2 separate regions of the Rattus norvegicus genome follow, and region 2 is linked to region 1. The links are chromatin contacts, called in public Hi-C maps. All regions are on one chromosome and are shown on one strand. The core of a region is the stretch at or near the end of the contact, and the rest is flanking DNA. Distances in the headings are between cores, read along the strand shown.

Evidence for each region. Hi-C and Micro-C count contacts between places; a contact is called where the count stands out from the background.
Region 2: a contact with region 1 is called in a Hi-C map of frontal cortex, with 5 times the contacts expected there. The contact joins the enhancer-like site here to the promoter of Ahdc1 in region 1. A contact is called at or near these places in 12 of 12 Hi-C or Micro-C datasets (the A7r5 cell line, the Rat2 cell line, Schwann cells and 7 more) and 1 of 1 datasets of contacts at active chromatin or transcription factors (oligodendrocytes).

Annotation. Positions count from the first base shown.
Region 1 is chr5:150,511,431-150,514,323 of GRCr8, reverse strand. Ahdc1 (AT hook, DNA binding motif, containing 1) reads right to left here and starts at 1,446. Exons shown (of 6, transcript NM_001134956.1): 1 at 1,363-1,446.
Region 2 is chr5:150,780,565-150,783,457 of GRCr8, reverse strand. All of the region lies in intron 12 of Wdtc1 (WD and tetratricopeptide repeats 1), which reads left to right. Among named protein-coding and RNA genes, the nearest start is that of Tmem222, 20 kb to the right of the region's middle. Within about 2 kb of position 1,472, at least 28 of the 93 cell types and tissues checked have an H3K27ac peak or open chromatin away from gene starts, as enhancers often do.

The sequences.
Region 1 (2,893 bases), core at 197-2,696:
GACCAGGCTGGTGCAGCCCAGCCCTGCCTCCCAGGGTGACGCCTGGGCCCAAATTCAGCTGGCCCTGCCAGTCAAGCACTGGTGCAGAACCGAGGGCACCAGGCTCAGCCCCTCCCAGCCCAGCCCCAGGGCCCCCAAGCTGGGAGGGAGGGGAGACTCCCCACCCCTCCACATCTGGCCCTGGCCCCTAGGGTCTGCGGTAGAGAATTCCCGCCCCCGCTTCTCTCCCTCCTCCTGCTCTCTGCGATCTGTGCCCGCTGCCCGCCTCAGGGACAGCCCCAGCTCCCGCCTCCGGCCAGCAAGGCCCACATCCTTCCTCCCTCAGCTGGCCCCTTCGCCTGGCAGGAGGCTGGGGGGTCAGGCTGCTGGGGAACCCTCCCCCCCAGCTCCCATCAGTCCTCATCCCCAGCCCCCAAACTCTGGGTTGCTGTCCCTTTTCCTGTAGAACAGGAAGCAAGGTTATTTCCTAGTCTCAGAGCCAGCCCCCTGCCCCTTTGGCTCTGTCCAGGGACCCAGACCCAGCCGGGGAAGGCGCCCTCAGCCAGAAAGCAGAGATTCAACAGCTCACCCCAGCTCCCGACCTAGGGGGCTGACAGCTGTCACTCAGCACCCCACCCCCTGGGGAAGAGGGGGCCGATTCAATCAGAGCCCTAGAGGAAACGTATTGATACACGATTATTTATTTATTTATGCAAAAGTGAGCCGACTTTGTTCGCCAGGTAACCGGGCACGCGGCCCAACCCCTCCGGCCAGGCCGCCCCCAAATCCCTCCTCCGCCCCACACCCCCTCCGGGTCATTAGGTCCCCGCCCCTCAACTCCCAGAGCGCCAACGGAACCTTGGGATTTGGGGGCTGGAGGGGAGGGGCTCCTCCCTCCGCAGTCTCCCCTTTTCCCAGCGCCTATCCTAAAATCCAGCCTTGTTCTCCGCTCCCACGGTCCCCCTACATCCCACCCCCCCCCCACATTCTCAGCAAGCTGGAGAGCAAATTGCAGTTTTAAATCCAAAGGCGGAGGGAGGGGGAAGGAGGAGGGGGTGCGCGGCAGCGCTGGGCGCGCACCTCGCCCCCGAGCCGGGGGAGCCGCGGGGCGGCCAGGAAACCCGAGAACCCCCCCTCCCCGCCCCCCCTCCCCGTCCACCTCCCCCTCCCCCTTCCCGGCGCTGCCTGCCAGGCTTCGAGCCGAGCCCAGCCGAGCCGCGGGCCCCGGTGGAAACAAAGACCGATCGCACCGCGGGCACCGCAGCCACGGGGTCCGGCGGACCGGACTGGGGGCGCTGGGCCCCCCCCACAGTGCGCTGCACAAAAGAGCCTGGCCGGCCGGTCCCCAACGGCGTCTAGAGCTGGGGAGGAGACGCTACTTACCGGAGTGCTGGGCTGCCGGCTCCGTGGGTCCGAGCCAAGCGAGGGGTTTCGGGGGGCGTCTATCTTCCGCCGGCGACAGCAACACGGGCGCCCGGCTGCTGGGAAGAGGAGTCGTAGAGGAGCCCTGAGCCGCCTGCCGTCGCTGACAGCATGGCTTGCGCCTCGGCTCACATTCTCCGCCGCTAACTCCGCTGGACACGGCCCCCCGCTCCCGCGGCGCCCCCCCCACCACGATTACTCCTTCGCTATCTGCGCCCCACTCGCTTCCCCAGCCGCTCACACACTCTCACAGCCCTGGACACCCCCGCCCCAACCCCCCAATTGCAAACCTGGGAGGGAAGGCGCCCCGCGTAGTCCTCCTGCTCCTCCTCCGCCGCCCTTCTCCCTCCCGCTCTGTCTGTCTGTCTGTTTGTCTGCCTGTCTCTATTTCTCGCTCTCTCTGCCTTTCTCTGCTCTCCGAGCTGGGTGGGAAAAGGAAATGAGGACAGAAAGCAGACGCTGGCTTTGGGTGGTGGTAGCTGGATTCCCTCTCTCCCTCCCTCCTCCCTCCTCCCCTCCCTCCTCCTGCCTTCTGCTCTCTCCGCTGCGAGCGAGGCTGAGCGCAGCCTGGCGGGTGGCTCGCTCTGCCCGCCCGCCCGCCTGTCTGTCTGTCTGGTCTGCCTCGCTCGCTCCCTCCCTCCGTCTCTCGCCCTCGCCCTGCCTGCCTGCTTGCCTCTCTCCGTCTCCGCCGCCGCCGCCGCTGCCTCTGCGAGCTCGCCTTACCTTCGCTGCTCACCATCCGGAACCCCAGGGGGGGAGCGTGCGCAAAGCACGCCGGAACTTGTAGTCACCGCTCCGCCGCTCCGCGCACTGTGCGGGCGGGGCCGCTCCGGGCTGCTCCGACGGCGCGGCCCGGAGCGGACCCTGTCCGGGAGTATCCCCGGCCCGGATGAGTCCCGTTTTATCTAGGACTGCTGATCCTCCTCAAGGGTTAGGAACATTCCCGGCGTTCCGAGGCCCCTACTCGGGGCTCTGGCTGCGCCAAGGTTGCGGGTGGTAGCGCAGGGGCGGGGTCTAAGAATGAAATGAGTGGAATCGGGCATCAGAGGATGAGCCAAAAGAGCTGCGACTTTCTGGGGTGTCCCAAACACGTTGAGAGGGCCCATGGAGAGACGGGAGGACCAACGCTCACAATTTGGGGACGTTTTTCTTTTAGGAAGAGGCTTCTGGCGAGAAAGCCACTCTGGAAACGCCAGTCTCCTCCGCATTTAGTGGCCCTTCGCCCCAAACTCAACCCTGGATTTAGTTCTTCCAGCGCCTACTTTTTATTGTCGTCCACTGGAGGCGAGGGCGCAAAAATCCTGGACAATTTATAGATACCATGCCTTCTCCCGAATTCGAACAATTATTTGTGAGCGGAATTCAACAGTTCTCCAGCTCCTGCTGCGGCGTGGGGGCTGGGCGCACTTTCACCTACCTCCTCTTCAGGTCACATCTGTTCTCCAGCCCCTGGCTCTGGGCCCCCTGCCTTGCCTATCCCACAGATGGGAAT
Region 2 (2,893 bases), core at 223-2,722, 270 kb before region 1:
TTGGGGCCTCTTGTATGTAGGCCCCTCCTTTCTACCTGAGGCTGAGGTAGCACAAAACATTTAGTGTGCAGGTGATTCACAATTGCTTTGTTATAAGATGTGAATGGGGGGCTGGGGAGATGGCTCAGTGGTTAAGAGCACTGACTGCTCTTCCAGAGGTCCTGAGTTCAAATCCCAGCAACCACATGGTGGCTCACAACCATCTGTAGTGGGATCTGATGCCCTTTTCTGGTGTGTCTGAAGACAGCAAGTACTCATGTAAAAAAAAAAAAAAAAAACTTTAAAAAAAATATGTGAGGTTGGGGATTTAGCTCAGTGGTAGAGCGCTTGCCTAGCAAGCGCAAGGCCCTGGGTTCAGTCCCCAGCTCCGGGAAAAAAAAAAAAAAACAGTGGAATCTTGATAGATACAACTGAGGAGCTTGAGGAACTTTATAACATGATTCTGCAGTTGAATGACCCTGCATTTGCTTTCTGGGCTCTTAGACCCACTCACTATACACTGACTGGTGGTAAAAGGAAAGACAGGTCAGTATCCTAAGACGCCTCACATCTTCAGAGGCCATCAGGGCCCCAGTCCTGCCTGCAGCGCCATCAGACAGGCAGGCAGGCAGACCCCCATCCCCCAGCCAGGGCCAAGACTAGAGATGGATAGAGCTGGGCCCACAGCCATTTCTGCTCCGTCTGGCATCCGTCGGCTCTGCCCAGACAGACAGGCCAGCTGGTGTGCCATCGTCTGGCTGAAACTAGGCAGGCCTGGGGAAGCTTAAGAAACCCACCCAAGTCAGCAGAATGGGAGTGGGGGAGACGCCACACACGCAGAAGTTAGCTGAAGCACCGGGAGCTTCCCCAGGGACCAGAGGGCACCCACATTCAATAGAGGGCTGTCTGGGGTCCTGGCCATCTGAGGTGTCTGACCTCTGTCACACTGGTTGGGTAGGATGTGACAGCCCCTTTCTAGGCTTAGCTAAGAGCTCAGCTTCATGTATGTATTTTTGCTGAAAGAAGTTGGTGATTTCCTAATTCACAGCTTGTTTTCTGAGTTCCTACTATGTGCCAGGTACTGGGGAAACAGACTTCTATCTCTCTGAATCCCTGTGCCTCAGAGGCCCAGCCTCTGGAAAGGAATAAAATCTCTAACATAGTTCAGCATGAAACGTGAGAGAGGCAGGAAGCAGTAAGTCTTGCAAACGGTCAGGTAAAGTGCTGTGGGCGCCAAGAAGAGTTGAGTCACCTCAGCCCAGGATCAGGGAAGCCTCAGGAAGATGTGTCTGAATGGGCTGGAAGTGTGGGCAGCTCAGACAAGGCGATGAGGGGGAGGAGAGGAGTGTGGGGAAGGACACTGCAGGGAGAGGAGATGGTGTGAACAAAGGCATGGGGGCGGGGGACTGACTGAAGGGCCTGCTTCAGTACAGCAAATCCATTTGGCTGGAGCAGAGGGTTCTGGAAAGGACTGGCAGGGGATGAGTCTGTGAGGTAGCCTGGGGCTTGCCTGGAAAGGGCTTGGAATGCAGAGGGTGGCATTTGGCCTTGATTCAGTGTGTGATGGGCAGCTACTGGAGAGATTTGAGCAGGGATGTGCAGAGGGCTGTCTTTTCAGGGAGATTGATCTGGCAGTACATCTAGGATGGGTGAGCCCTGAGGCCAGCCTGCTCTTTTTTTTTCCCCATCCCCACATGCCTGCCAGTGACCCCTAGAATGTCACATTCTGTCCCAGGCCAGTCTCCCCAGGGCTACCATCTGCTCCTGGAAACAGACCACCCTCTGGCTCCTGGCTGGTCTCTGGTCTGGCTCTTGCTAGGAGCTCAGAAAGGGGCACCTTGCAGGCAGTAACTGGGTTTCCACACAGCGCCTGATCCTTCGTCATAGCCACTCATTCTGACGCAGAACACACCATCAAAGCAGCTCTGCTTCCTGCCTGCCCCACATTGCTTAGCTGTGGGTCCCTAGTCTCAGACTGGCTCCTCCAAGGGCTGGTGCTCCTCCTGACTACATGGCAAGAGAGGGTCGGGATGAGCCTTCTGTGACCTGTGCCCTTGATGAAGGGACCCTTGTCCTCAGGGAGTGCTGCTTACTGCAGGATAGGCCCACCCCAGCCCAGTAGGAAGCGGGAGAAGCTCCACCCCCAGCATTGAGAATATGAACATTTCGTGTTTCTAAAGGGGACAGGACCCTCATTGCTGTTTGGCTGTACAGATGAGAGGCAAAATGCGTTTCTGGCAACAGGAGGTGCCTCCTGTCCAGCTACTCTTTTTACCCCCTCCAATAAAAAGCCTTTACTTCCCTTTACCCTACTTCTCCATTGGAGAAAAGAGTAGAGAGGATTTGGAGCTCCTGGTGTGCACAGCCCCCTCACCATCAGCTTCCAGAGAGCTGACTTTGCCAGACAGCCAGGCCCCATCCTCCAGCCCCAGGAGGTGGAGGCCACAGCTGCTGCAGATCAGTCAGCCAGGACAGGGGGGGTCTGGCTGGGGTGCGCTGCCTGCTGGTCAGACCCTGAGCCCCTGGCCTAACACTTCTGGCTTCTCCAGACCACAGAACTGTCCTTGAGGGCCCCCTGCCTTGGACGTAGCTTTGAAGGCCAGCAGGGGGATTTGAGGAGGTGGATGAAGGAAAAGAGAAGGAGGGCTTGGGGAGCCTGAGGTGGGCAGGATGCCAGGCCTTCTGCTGCAGAGCTGCGGGTGCCTGAGGTGAGCAGTGCACAGTTGCAGGCTGTGCCCAGCAGAGGGCACCCCAATACTGCCTTTCACTGTCTCAAGCCTGGGGATCCTGGCTTCCTCCCTGGGAGGGAGTACTGGGCTCTGCCAAGGCTTCATTTCCATATCTCCTCACCCTGAGGTTTGTCAGAGATAGCTTAGAAGTAGCCACAGAAAATGGTGGGAGCCTTGCATTTGCC